Linked DNA regions of Gossypium hirsutum: region 2 is linked to region 1. Evidence: chromatin contacts called from public Hi-C data. All regions are on one chromosome and are shown on one strand. The core of a region is the stretch at or near the end of the contact, and the rest is flanking DNA. Distances in the headings are between cores, read along the strand shown. Region 1 holds the start of LOC107901981 (AP-1 complex subunit gamma-2). Region 2 holds the start of LOC107951943 (protein NAP1).

Evidence for each region. A called contact is a pair of places that touch in the nucleus more often than the background predicts.
Region 2: a contact with region 1 is called in a Hi-C map of petal, with 4 times the contacts expected there. The contact joins the promoter of LOC107951943 here to the promoter of LOC107901981 in region 1. A contact is called at or near these places in 5 of 34 Hi-C or Micro-C datasets (callus, leaf and petal).

The regions. Positions count from the first base shown.
Region 1 is chrA01:64,128,080-64,134,696 of Gossypium_hirsutum_v2.1, reverse strand. It overlaps LOC107901981 (AP-1 complex subunit gamma-2), which reads right to left and starts at 3,146. Exons shown (of 18, transcript XM_016828175.2): 1 at 2,687-3,146; 2 at 1,033-1,335; 3 at 718-859; 4 at 1-9. The coding sequence starts at 2,718.
Region 2 is chrA01:64,838,611-64,845,465 of Gossypium_hirsutum_v2.1, reverse strand. It overlaps LOC107951943 (protein NAP1), which reads right to left and starts at 5,601. Exons shown (of 25, transcript XM_041100133.1): 1 at 5,329-5,601; 2 at 5,049-5,146; 3 at 4,528-4,969; 4 at 4,363-4,437; 5 at 3,969-4,049; 6 at 3,601-3,681; 7 at 3,349-3,431; 8 at 2,768-2,852; 9 at 1,888-2,013; 10 at 1,616-1,723; 11 at 979-1,023; 12 at 759-901. The coding sequence starts at 4,944.

The DNA of each region.
Region 1 (6,617 bases), core at 1,897-4,396:
CAATGCTGCCTACAAAAAACAGATAGAGTCAAGAGGAGTCAAAGATTGAAGTCAGATCGCTCAAGAAAAGACAACCTAAAAATTATCAGATAATGCACATGATGAGAATTCATGAACAAATGCAAGTTGGCATGGCCAGAAAGAAAAGAAGAAAAGAAAGTCAGTATGATCAAATTAATCCTCCAACAGGATAACAAGTAGTTGTTTATGAACCAATTTAGTACATCAAAATGCCTTCAGAGAATGGCTGGAAACAGTCAACAGATGCCATTCCCTTGAATGAGTATGTGCAGCAAATTCTCCTGCTTAAGATAAATGGGCAGAGAAAGATCCGGATTTCATGGAAGTAGCAGGCATATGAAGGTTGCATAATTAAAACATACATTTTGAGGTCTTAGTCGTGTGGCATGTGGACCATGGATTCACATGGATGTTTTTAACCTTTGCATTGACAAGATTACAAAGGTATTATTGGAAACAAATAAATAACAAAACCATGATACTTGAAGAGCTCAACAAAAAAATCAAAACTTTCCAACTCCCGTAGAAGAAAGGACGAGGAAGAAAGTACCTTTAAGAGGGATAATTAGCAATTTTTAAGCTTGTTAAATTCACAAATCCTGAAATCAGCCTCCCTTTTCCTCCTTTATTTTAAATCTCATTGAAACAAAAATCAGTGGCCAACAGGCCCTTGAATAAAGAATAGAACACACTTACTTTCTTCCGGATATTTGGATCTCGAAACTGCAGCAATCTTTCTACTTCTGGTGCAAGGTCACGGGCCATTTCAGCCGAACAAATATTTCCCAAAGCACAGAGAGCAAGTCCTATAATATACTGGTTTGAATGATTGAGATCTCTGCATATAAGTTAAGGTTTCTGAAAAACTAAACCATATCTCTCCATTTTCTTATTTTTACCCTTGGTAACACCAGCCTATCAGGGACAATGTTATTCATAGAGAAAAGAAATGGTAAAAGGGAAAAGGAAATGGGAACAAATAAAGCTTGAGAAAGTCTACATGTAGGATACTGCTTTAATGAATTTGTTACCAACATCAGAACCTCTTGTCTTTCATCAAGAAGCAACATAAGACCAAGATATCCAATCCTCTTCTCTGGAAATCCAGAAGACGCAATCAACTTCAGGCACTCCATTTGGCCAAAATGAGTTGGATATCCAAGCATGTGAATGAACATGAGCTTCGCCAGGTTACGGTGCCTATAGTCTTGATCATTTTCACTAATAGCAGCACGAATAGCAGCACACTCTTTCCTTACAACAGCACGTTCTTCTGCTGCAGTTTTGCAAGAACGTATAGCCCGTATCATGTCCCTGCATTGGAGCAGTAAGTACAACAGTTTCAACTGATATGCATATAAACTAAAGTCAAGTCAATCGTTCAGATCCATTGATATAACTTGGAGAAGAAAATATACAAAATATGTGGTCAATAATTTGATTATTTCAAACAGGGCAAAAGGTGTTTTGGGGGGGGGGAGCTTAGTCCCTGAATTGTTTAGGGAGAACAAAAGTGTTCTTAAAAACCAGCAAGAAATCCATGATCCTCTTTTCTTTTCCCCAAAAAAATTACATATAACTAAGAGATCCCATTTTGCAATTTATACCAAAATGTTCTTGTCAACAATTTCTGGAACGCACTACTGAACTACGCATGGGAAGAATATCAGGATATAAATCATTTGATGAATAAAGACAAGGAGGTTGAGATCTTTATATCCATAAAATATGGATGAAATTCAGTAAACTAATGCAAAGAACCGACTTAGAATTCCCTAACAGGGAACGGAGGTTATCATTTGCAAATTTGTTTAATCATACTAAATTTATATAGAGAAAGATACAACTATTCAGTTACATTGCAACAGATACAATCACCTAGCAGCCTACACAAGGAAAAGTAAAAAGAGAATTCAACTTTGCGATAGTTTCCTAAAAGTGTGATAAGTGCTACAAATCAGTTTGAACATATAACCACCAGAATTACAAGTACAACTGTACAACCAGGATATTCTTATTGTACCTTTGGTAACCATATTGGAGGATACTTACGTACATGACTACATTGACTATATTTTATATCTAAATTGCCACTAATTACTGATGTTTAAAGGTTCAAGATCATATAAATATCCCAAAATGCTGTATAACTTACATATCTATGGTGCAAGAAGTTGAGGAAGTATGGATAGTAAACTGGTGGATGTTTTCGTTTCCTCTCTAGAAATTTGTACCTTAAGCACCAATGGTATTTGGCGCATCATTCGATATTACCAATATTCATGAAAACAATAGATCAAGCTATTGTCAAACCCATTACTATATGAATATGCTATAACTTCAAATATTTCTACATTTTCACCCATAACTGCAACTAATTCAAAGCCAAGCTAGCTTGAAAAATGGAATTATGAAACCGAAATTCCTAACAAACTCCATTCGGCTCTAAGTTCAGACGCAATCATCTTTTAAGTAGCACTAACTACAACCGAACACCATAAATTTCAATCAAGGAATCAAAACAAATTGCACAGAAGCCCAGCTCTTTTAATCGAAAAACCAATACATTCAAATAAAAACCATCGTGTTCTTGATCTGACCTTCAAATTAAAAGGAAAAGGGAGGACAAAAAGAATAAATTGCAACGGAAGGAATTGATGCTCACCGTAGACGAGTACCGGACGAGAAAGGATTCATGATTGGGTCCAGGGTTGAAAGTTTCGTAGAGAGCTCGAATCAGATCCAATCAATTAAACGCTTCAAATAAATCAATCAACGAACTACGGCTGCACGGAATTAAACCGAATTTCTTTTCAAATCTAAGATCTGCAGTTGAAGATCCAAAAGTTGGAATTCGGAGATCTAAGAAGAGTAAAGCAGGCAGAGATTTGGATCTGAACGACAAAGAAAACGAACTCTCTGTTCTCCTTTTATTTTCTTCTTTTTTTCCCAGTGACAATGAAAATGCTGCCTGCTTCTTTTGTCTGTGTAAAACAATTTTTAAAAAAAAAAAGAATAATGATAACTAAATTATCAAAAAAAATGTCGTGATTTTTATTTTTATTTGAACTCGGCCTTTTAAGATCCAAAACCTCAGCCCAATTATATCAAAACCATATTCGTAGATTTAATTGTCATATTTTTATAAAGGCTTAAATATGCTAATGCCCCCTGTACCCTATTAAAATTTAAAATTTTGTCTCTACATTTTAATTTTGAGACATTGAGACCTTGTATTTTTTATCTAAAAGTCTTGGTCTTCTCCCTAACTTCACCATTAAAGTTAATGGTGCTAAAGGTAAAATAACTCTTTTAGCCCTTAACATTTAGAATTTTTTTATCAATTTGATCATTATCCTTTAAAAGTACATTAAAATTTTAAAAATTAATTTATTTTCATATTTTAGATAAAAAAAATATAAAAATTAAAAAATATAGTTTCTAAAAAAATTAAAAAATATGAAAAAAATTAAAATATTTAAAATTCAAAATATAAAAATGACTTTAAAAATATAAACAAACATTCCAAAATTTAATGTTATCTAAACCAAATTAGACCGGCCAATTGGATCGGGAACCGGTTGGGATATCGATCCAAATAAGTTAAAAAATCGGTTGACCCACGAACCAATACGGACTAGTTGAGCCAATAGTTGAACCAATTTTGAACGAGTTTGACCAATTAGTTCCCAAAACAACTGGCCTGAATGATTCAAAGAAAATAAATTATTAAAACATCAAAAATAAAAATATTAAAAATATATAAAAATTTGTTCAACTTTCAGTTCAACTGATTCTTTAGCTCAATTCAACCAATTCATATTGGTTCACAGATCAACCAATTTTTTTACCATGGACCGATACCTCAACTGGTTCTTAATCCAATCGATCCAGTTTAGTTTAGATAACATTGAATTTTGAGATTTTTTTAAATTTTACAAATATTTTTAGTTTTGAATTTTAAAGAGTTCTTTTTCATATTTTCTTTTTATACTATATTTAATTTTTTTTGTTAAAATAAGAAATACATATTTAAATTTTTTTAAAAAAAATTTACATATTTTTAAAGGGTATGAAACAAATTGACAAAAAACTGTAAATGTTGAAGCTAAAAAAGTTTTAAAATGTTAAAAATACTGGTTGACCCGTAAATTAGTATGGACTGGGTGAACGAGGCTAAAAAAATTAGTTGAACTATCAATTGAACCAATTTTTATAATTTTTGATTTTTTTTATTTTATTTTTAATAATTTATTTGCTTTGAATCGATCAAATCGATTTTTTAACACAGTTGAACCAATTCGTAGCAATTCACAGCTGAACCAAATTTTTATTTCTCAATGGACCAATACCCCAACTGTTCCCACTCCAATTTAGATAACATTGAATTTTTAAATTTTTGTTTATATTTTTAAAATGATTTTTATTTTTTGAATTTTTAAGAATTTTTATTTTTTCTTAATTTTTAATTTTTTTAAAAATTATATTTTTTTATTTTTTAAAAGATTATATTTATTTTTTATTTTTTTTAAAATATAATTTTTTAATTGTTATGTTTTTGTAAAATATGAAAAATAAAATATTTTTTAAAAAAAATTATGTACTTTTAAAGGGTAAGAACCAAATTGACTAAAAAAATTGTAAATGTTGAGAGCTAAAAAAGTTATTTTGTCTTTGACATTGTTAGCTTTAACAGCAAAATTGAACGGCGGGATCAAGATTTTAAAATCAGAAAAGTATAAGGACTCCATGTCTTGAAATTGTAAGGACTAAATTTTAAATTTCAAAAGAGTATAAAGACCTTTAGCGTATTTAAACCTTTTTATAAATCTATTTATTTGTATTTATTTGCGATGCATGAATCGATTGTATATATTAAATTTATAATACTCTTATAACATTAGTTTTTTTTAATTTAATGAATTTCTAAAAAATAATTAATAATTTGTAATTATAAAATATTTTTAAAAATATTTAACTAATTTGTAAAAGTATTTTTCATAAATTTCTAAAACCCACTCATAATAGTGTTAATTTGAGAATATACGAGTTAGAATTTTTGAAGTAAATAAAATAAAAATTATTAGGTATTATTTAGAAAGCTACCTAGTAATTGGATTTGGATGTAATTACTTATAATTACACAAATGTGACATGTTTGGATAACCATTGTAATTGATGGGTTCCATCGAATTAGGTGTAATTGGAGTACCTAATTACACTTTTCAATTCTTAGGGGATGATTAAAATTGGAGTAATTACACATATAATAATACCCAAATCTAATTTTAAAAATCTATTTCTATAAAATTTATAAAAATTATATTATAAGTATGAACACATATAAGTGTTTGGGATGGTTATAGCCAAAAAAAATTATAATATAATTTGTGTATTTTATAAAGTTATAACAAAAAATTTATATTATTTAAATCCTAAAAAATTCTGAAGTTATTTTAAAAAATAATTTATATGGAACATGCGTCGTATTTTGGAGGAAACAGAGTTGACATCATGACAAAGAATAGTTGACATCCTGATGACACGACAACAACGTCCCGACGAGAAGAATCGTCACGTCTTGACGATGGAAAGAATGACATTCCGACAAGGAAATATGCCACGTCACGACGTGGCGACTTGTTCCCTACTAAATTGGGTTTCTTCTCCTAGTTAAACTTTACTATCTTTTCCTAGTCTAACTCTGATTATTCTAGGGATATTTTAGTCATATATTCACACGAATTTTAACATATAAATAGGACTTTTAGCAACCCTACAGAGTTCGATTCAACAACACAATTAAGAGAGCTTTGTGAGAATTTCGGGAGAACTTTGTATTTTGGGTTTGAGCTTGTTTATTATTTCTCCATCTTGTACTCCTCTTCAATTTTTTCCATTCTAGTAAAGTTTCTTTTGCCCATGGTTTTTTTATCCTCTTTGGAGGTTTTTTCACGTAAATATTTGTATCTAATTTTTCTCTATTCGTTCTTGTTCGTCACATAATTTGGGTTTATCCTAACAAATTGGTATCAGAGTCAAATTTGGTTTTCGCATTCAACCTATTCAGAGATGACAATGAGGTAATATCGAGAAGTTTGATAGGGTCCCAAATTTTAATTTCTGGCAAGTTCGAATTACGAAATTCTAGTTCAGAATGATCTGAAAAAGGTTATTACATGGTAAAAACCTGCAGATGTGAATCAAACAAAATGGGAGGAGCTTCATGAGAAGACTCTGTCAACAATTCAATTGTGTTTCATTAACAATGTGTTGCAGGAGGTGCTTACAAAAAAAAATTGCAGTAGCCTTATGGAAGAAATTAGAAGCCCTTTACATGATAAAGTCTCTCACAAATTGCTTGGTATTCAAACAATGATTATACACGTTCCGTATAGCTCAAGGTGAGTCTATTAAGGCTTACATCAGTGAATTTTTTACTTTCCTTAATTACCAAAGGAATGTTGAGGCCAACATTGACGATGAAGATTAGGCTATGTTGTTGTTGTGTTCTTTGTCTCTTTATATAAAACTTTCAGGGAAACCCTAATTTATGATAGAGAAAGACTCTCATTTGAGGATGTGAAGGGGAACTT
Region 2 (6,855 bases), core at 4,352-6,851, 710 kb before region 1:
AGGACGTCTTTTAAAACTTGTTCTTTTTATCTGAGTCCAAAATCAACATACCATGATCTGATTCAATAATGGGTAGACTGGTCAAATGAGCTCGGGTGTTTCTCAAGCCATGTCGCATTGCAAAAAGCTCAATCAAGTTTCTCCCAAATGGTGTCCGGTCCTTTTCTATTATTTGTCCATGTGAACACTCCATGCATTGAGATTTCAATGAGATTACTCTCGTTAATGCACTTAAGGAAGCTCTCATGGCCCTTGATATCCTTGTGGGTTCTTTGATGGAAATTCCCAACATGAGGATGGAGTAGCCTGAAAATTGTTGGTGTTACATTTTACCTTAGCAAAGGCCATTCAAATGGGAATTACCTCGTGTATCATCAGGTCCAATGATAGATTCATTGGAAGCATCGTCCGGAAAAAGCAAATTGCAGTACACTGGAAGTTTAAACCGATGTTGGATGACATTCACATCTTGGAGGAACCGTGCAGAGTGTGCAGTGGTCTAAAGAAAGTGACAAGGCACTATCCTGGGTAGTTCGAAAAGCAAGAAGTAATCTCAGCAGGAGTTTCATGATTAATAGTAGTAGTTATAGTGGTTAGATTCAGTACGTGTGTTTACTTATTTCTTTGTTTTGACTAACATATCAAAGATAGGAAAAAAGGAAGACCAATAAAATGATAAGTTCTCCCATCTGCAATTTAGAGTTGCAACTAATAAAAATAAAATGAGAATATAGTTCAGATCCAAGCTCTAATCATACCCTATCATTTTCTCAACTTGTTTGGCCACACTATATTCCAAATCTGCTTCTTTTTGTTTGGTCCGACCCGATTTTGCCATCTTCTTTGACTCCAGTATCCGAGGCAAAACATATAACTGATAATCCTCATGCAATAGTACATACTGCATGCCCAAAATTACAAGAGTAGTTGGCCATTAAAAATGAGAATTTTGTTTCAACGTCAGAAATTAAAACTAACCTCATCCCTGAATAATGTAAGAACTAAATTTTCCTTCAGTACAACCTGAAAGCCATTAGGGAAAAATAAGGAAACAAAAAGACAGAACAGACAATATCGAAATGAAACATAGTTGCTTAGAAAAAGGAAAAAGTTACAAACAATAATAACAAATTACTTTCAAGCAGAATAATCCAAAACCCAAAGGAAGTGCAAATGGTTTACTAAGATTTCAACAACTCTAAATCCAGCCTTGTCATCTAAATGATAGCCATAACTATTTGCTTATATGCACCCAGAAAATAATAATAAAATTAGCAGCCAAAATGCATGCCATAATACAGGAATCCACATAACCCCAGGTGGCTGCCCTCATACTACTTTTGTTCAAGTAAAAAAACTACTATTATTTAGTTTATTGAAGATAGGTAGTGATAGACTAATAATCAAGGATGTTGAGGTACTCATTTTTGGGAAATAGTTCAGTTTATTTCACTAAACCCATTTTTGATCCTGTAGGTAAATAAAGGCAATTTTTATAAGATTTTGGTATTGATAAAAAGAAAAAGAGCTTAAAGAAGGTCATTAGTATCGATCTGAACTGCCAAATTGTTAACACACCAAGAGAAGAAAGAGCCAAAAGAATTATCGAAGTTACCAGAGCAATATCAATACTAGTGACACGGAGCAGCTCATCAGGACAAACTAGATATCCAAGTAATACCCACTCCCTGTAAGCAGTAACATTTGCCAGATCTTGGGCTCTCTGCAGTATAGAAAATGATATTGGAAATGCAGTTGCAGTAAACATTGTATTTGATAGGAACAAGAAAGTTCACAATTGCCAAAAAACTAGAGAAAAGAGATGTTCTGGCAAGTACAAAAAACATCTTATAGTATCTAAAAATCTTTCCATGTAACAGTATTTACCATGGGATGAGCAGAGTTCGTAAGAATATCTGGATACCGAGGATGATATGGACTTAAAAACCCTTCATTGCGCAGCTTCCTTGTGTCTGTGGATAGGAAAATAATAGGACCCACAGCCTCTAAAACCTGGACATACAGATTGAAAATTCAGTGCAACTATTTCCAACATAAAGTATACAACTCTGGGAACTAAAGCTCTTGGAAGGATAAGGTTCTCGAACAATCTTTCAACATTTAAGTGATAAGAACCACTAAATCACATAAAAGCTAGACAAAAGCATTCAAATTGATGAGCAGTTACCTACGTAGTAAAACTTTATAAAAGGATAATGATGTATTAGGAAATTTTTCCTTGCTACAACTTGCAAGCACCATTTCAGGCAGTATTAATATTTCTTTGTTCCTTAGAAGGGCAGTTACAAACATTTGCATAAAATATAATTCACACAAGACTGAGATGGTGAACTCCTCCACAATCTTTAAAAGGAGAACTAATCTTTTCTTCCAGAACTTTCATAAGATTGTTGATTAAACCTTTCATCATTTCCAAAAGACAAAGAATATCAACCATTTGAAAGAAATAGATAGGAATTTGATAAAAGGCAAATCAACATAAAAGGTGATGAGAACTAGGGAAGGGGCAATGTCCTCATCGCACGGGCAGGGTTACTTTTAAAAAACCAGGCCAGTAGATTGTATTCTCGAAATCTTAATAGAAATTTTCTGGATAAAAGACAAGGATACTACAAAGTATATACTTCGACAAATGGAGCAGAAACATAATAGAAAATGATTCTCTTGTTGCATATAAAAAATAAATATAAAAGAAAACGACGACCATTATAAAAAACATGTTAATCAGATAAAGCATGTAAATGACCTCTCCAATGCGTGGGCTGACAAAATTGAGGTCTTCTTGTAATCCTTTCAATGGAGGATCATAAGAGTCAATGAATTGAATCAACCTGAAATTCAGTACCAACATTACTTGCAATTTGCAAATATAAAGGAATAAGAATCACAACACAATTTGCCTTTAAAGAAGATTCAAGTCAAAGCATTGTCAACCATATCATAAGTACGACTTCTTAGCATAAAAGAGGGGAGGACATTTGGCTTATCCTAACGAGAATGATTTTTCCTTCACATTAAATATTATGTGCTAAACAAACTGATTAGCTAACCAAAATTAAGGCTTTATAATAACTCAGTAAGTTTTTACACTTGCGACATCTATACAGAATTTTGTTCTACCTCCAGCCTTCTAATCACAACAGAAAAATAGATTAAAACAACTATATATTTTAAAATCAAAACTAGAAAAAAGTAACACCCTTTAAGTTTACTCAAACAAAGGTAAATCCCACAAGCATTTAAATATATACTGGCCAGAAATTGAATAAAGTGTATTGCAACATACTTAGAAGCAAGCTACAAGATTAAAAGGTAGTCACTTCATACCGATGATAAAAATCACAATCTCGGTCGTTTCTTGACATAGCATGCAAAAGATTATAAACTTGCAGCATCATTTTCCTCGGTAACTGTTATTAAAGCATCAAATACATAAGCAAACCGACAACACCTTTTTCCGCACTAATAATTGTTTAAGAAAACAGATATAAGTTCTCAAGTAACAGCAATTCTGTCTTACATGAAAATTCATGCATACTAATGCATGCACACAGGGAAATATAATCAAGGCAGAATTACCTTCTCAGAAAAAAGGTTGACACGAACGAAAGAACAGAAGAGATCCATAAACGCATGTAGTATAAGGGAATTTTGATGAGGCTGCAAAAAGACTGTAACAAGTTAACATGTATACTGCAGAAAACTAGTCACCATGTTATTCAACATCACCTAGACAACAAAAATTTCAATATTCTTTCAAGCAGATCAAGAAGGATATAACAAAAAATCTATCAAAAGGACCTATTTGGTTTAGGTACATTTTGTGCATCACATCACTTTCTTTTGTACCTCCCAAATAGTCAAACACCAAAATGCAGGTGGATCAAGTTGGTGTTTCTAAAAAGCAACATAAAACTTGCATCATAGAAGAGAGAGTTCACACTTACCAATAAGGTGATAACGGTACTGCTAAGGTCCAATATGAGTCTCAAAGCTTGTTCTCGAAATGCCATCAAATCAAGAAGTAGCTAATCCATGGAAAACAATCAATCACTATTACAAAGATAAAGAAAAAGGACAATTTTTATAAACTAAATATACATAAGAAAGAAACCTAAAAGTATATTTGAAAACCAAGAAATAGAATGTTATCCAACCTATATAGCTGCTAAGATGCCTGCAAGGAATTATGTAACTTAAATCATGCTGTGATGCGTACAGCACACATCAAAGACACTAAATCCTAGAATTTAAAGCCTTAAACTAGGAAGCAAATGAAATTTTGATAGGCCTTAAATCCCCTTTTGATAATTTATACTTTTGCAGCGCAATTAACCTCACCTGAACCCATGGTTCCAAACTCTGCAAATGAACTTCTGCATTACCACTCAAAGAATCCAGAGCAGCCTTATCAACCTGCACCGATTTTTATCAAAGACAATAGAACAATCAGATACTCACGAGTCGAAGAAGGCCTACAGCAACATGAAAAAATGCAGATCTTACACGCTCGAGTTGCAGTTTGCTGAAGTGCTCAGGGAACTTTTTTGAGAGCAAGATACAAATCCTTGGATGGTTAGGAAAAACACTCGCTTTCCAAAATGCTTCCGAAAATGCATGGCCTATAGGGTCTGGGTAGTCCAGGATTTGGTTCAATCTATACATTTTGGCCATAAGGCCATCCGCAACTTCAACCAGTTGCGCTACCCACTGCATGTTCAAGCCCTTGTGCGATCCCACACCCAAACTGTGGACCTGACCATCAGAATTCATGTACCTAGAGCTTCTAGATGAGAAAGGAGAAGTCGTGTCAAGACCCAAATAGTCAGTCCACCTTGATGGACCCTCCCATTCCCTCGATCTCCCAGCCCTAGGAGATACGGATGAATCTTGAGAAGAATAATGTTGCCGCAATTTCGCCATGGATGAATCAATTCACTTAGAGTTTCTGCAAATGGAAGTTCGATTAGGACCATAATTATATATAGTTCCACAAACTGCATTGTAAAAAGTTTCTTTTCTCTTACTTTTTCCCCTTTTTTTTTCAGTTCAGACAATTCCAAGACGAAGAATCCAATGAATTAATTCAGCCAATAACTCGGAAAAGAAAAACGAACTAGCAGTACTTGCAAATATTCAAAATAACAACAAAATAATGTTAGCTTCGTGGAGCAGTCCAGCGTTAAAAAAAATTAAGAAAAATATCCAACAATCAAAAACCAAAAAAGAAAAGAAAAAATATTTCGATATTCCAAAATTAGACACTTAACAACATTAAAAAAGGTGAGGAAGTTGAAAGGATTTTACCGGTGCTCAGCTTCACCACATTTTGTGAAGAAGCAGACAGAGACAGAAAAACAAGAAACTAGTATTTGTCGTTGAGAATGCCAGAAAAAAAAAAGTTCGGTTGTCTTTCTTCGTCGTTTAGAGCATCAACTCCAGATCTGAAAGAAAATAAAGCGGAATCGTCAAGGCTAAACCAAGTGAGGGTTTATTTATAAATAAAATAAAAATATTATCTGGATAATTTCACAAATTTTCAATTTTTTTTCTTTCTGCTGTTTTTATTTAATTAATAATAATGTGATAATAGCGCGTACATGGGAATAGTTGAAGGACGAAATTTTCGGTTACTGGTGACGTGGCGGTCTTCTGTTTGCCCTTGCCCGGATACACATCTTCAGTACTAAACTAAATTGATGTAGTAAAATTCACTGCTTTTATCGTATTCATATTCTGTACTTGTCCATCAACATTTTATCCTAATTATCCATTCCGTACATGGAGAAAATATGTTTTAAGTGTATTTGTAACTTAGAATTTAGATGCAAATGATGGATTTGGGATTAAATTTTGGGAGCTTAGTAAAATATTTTAAAATTTTAAAATTTTAATGAAGATTTTTTAAAAAAATTAGAGTTTAAATCAAATTTTATGAGAATAATGAAAATTTTTAAATTTTTTAATAAAATTTATTAAAAAACTCAAAATAAAATTAAAAAATGTAACTAGAATTTTTAAAAATTTGAGGAGTTTAATTAATTTTTTTTAGTTGCAAGAGAAAAGAAAATTTCTAAAATTTTGGAGACATCTAATTAATTTTTAAAAAAAAAAGTCAAAAAAGAAATTAAACCTTTTTCAAAATTTTGGGAATGCCAAAGCCCCTAGAGATCCGTCTTTGCTTAGACTATTTATCTTTTATTTTTAAGGGTAAGTTTGGTTCACTGTAATGAAATAGGGTTGTAATTGAATAGAGCTGTAATTGAATAGAGTTGTAATCAGTAATTCAACTATTTGATTGAATGGAATGGAATAGAACTGTAATAGTATTCTTGTGTTTGGTTGAATGGAATGATATTGTAATAGTATAAGGAAAAAAACTAAAATGACTAGAATAACCTTAGCAGAATTTTTTTAAGTAAATGATTATTGTTATTAATTTATAATAGAATTATTATTAAATATAATTTAATAATAAATAATAAATAATTTAATCATATTTTAATATAATTATTATTAAATATAATTTAATAAAGATAATAATATAAATTTAATAACATTCTTAATATAATTATTATTAAAATATGAATGAATAAAAATCATAATATATAATATTAAAAAATAATATATAACTATTTTATTATTTTTAAATTACAATGCATATTTAATGTGTTAGAATATCATTAGCGAAACAAATAATTTAATTATGTTCTATAAATTAATCTTCCTATAAATTAATCTCAATTTTATTGTATCATCTAAAGTTTCATTTGGACTATAATAACTGGTGTCATTATTTTCCTATAAATTAATCCCAAATTTATGGTTTCAACT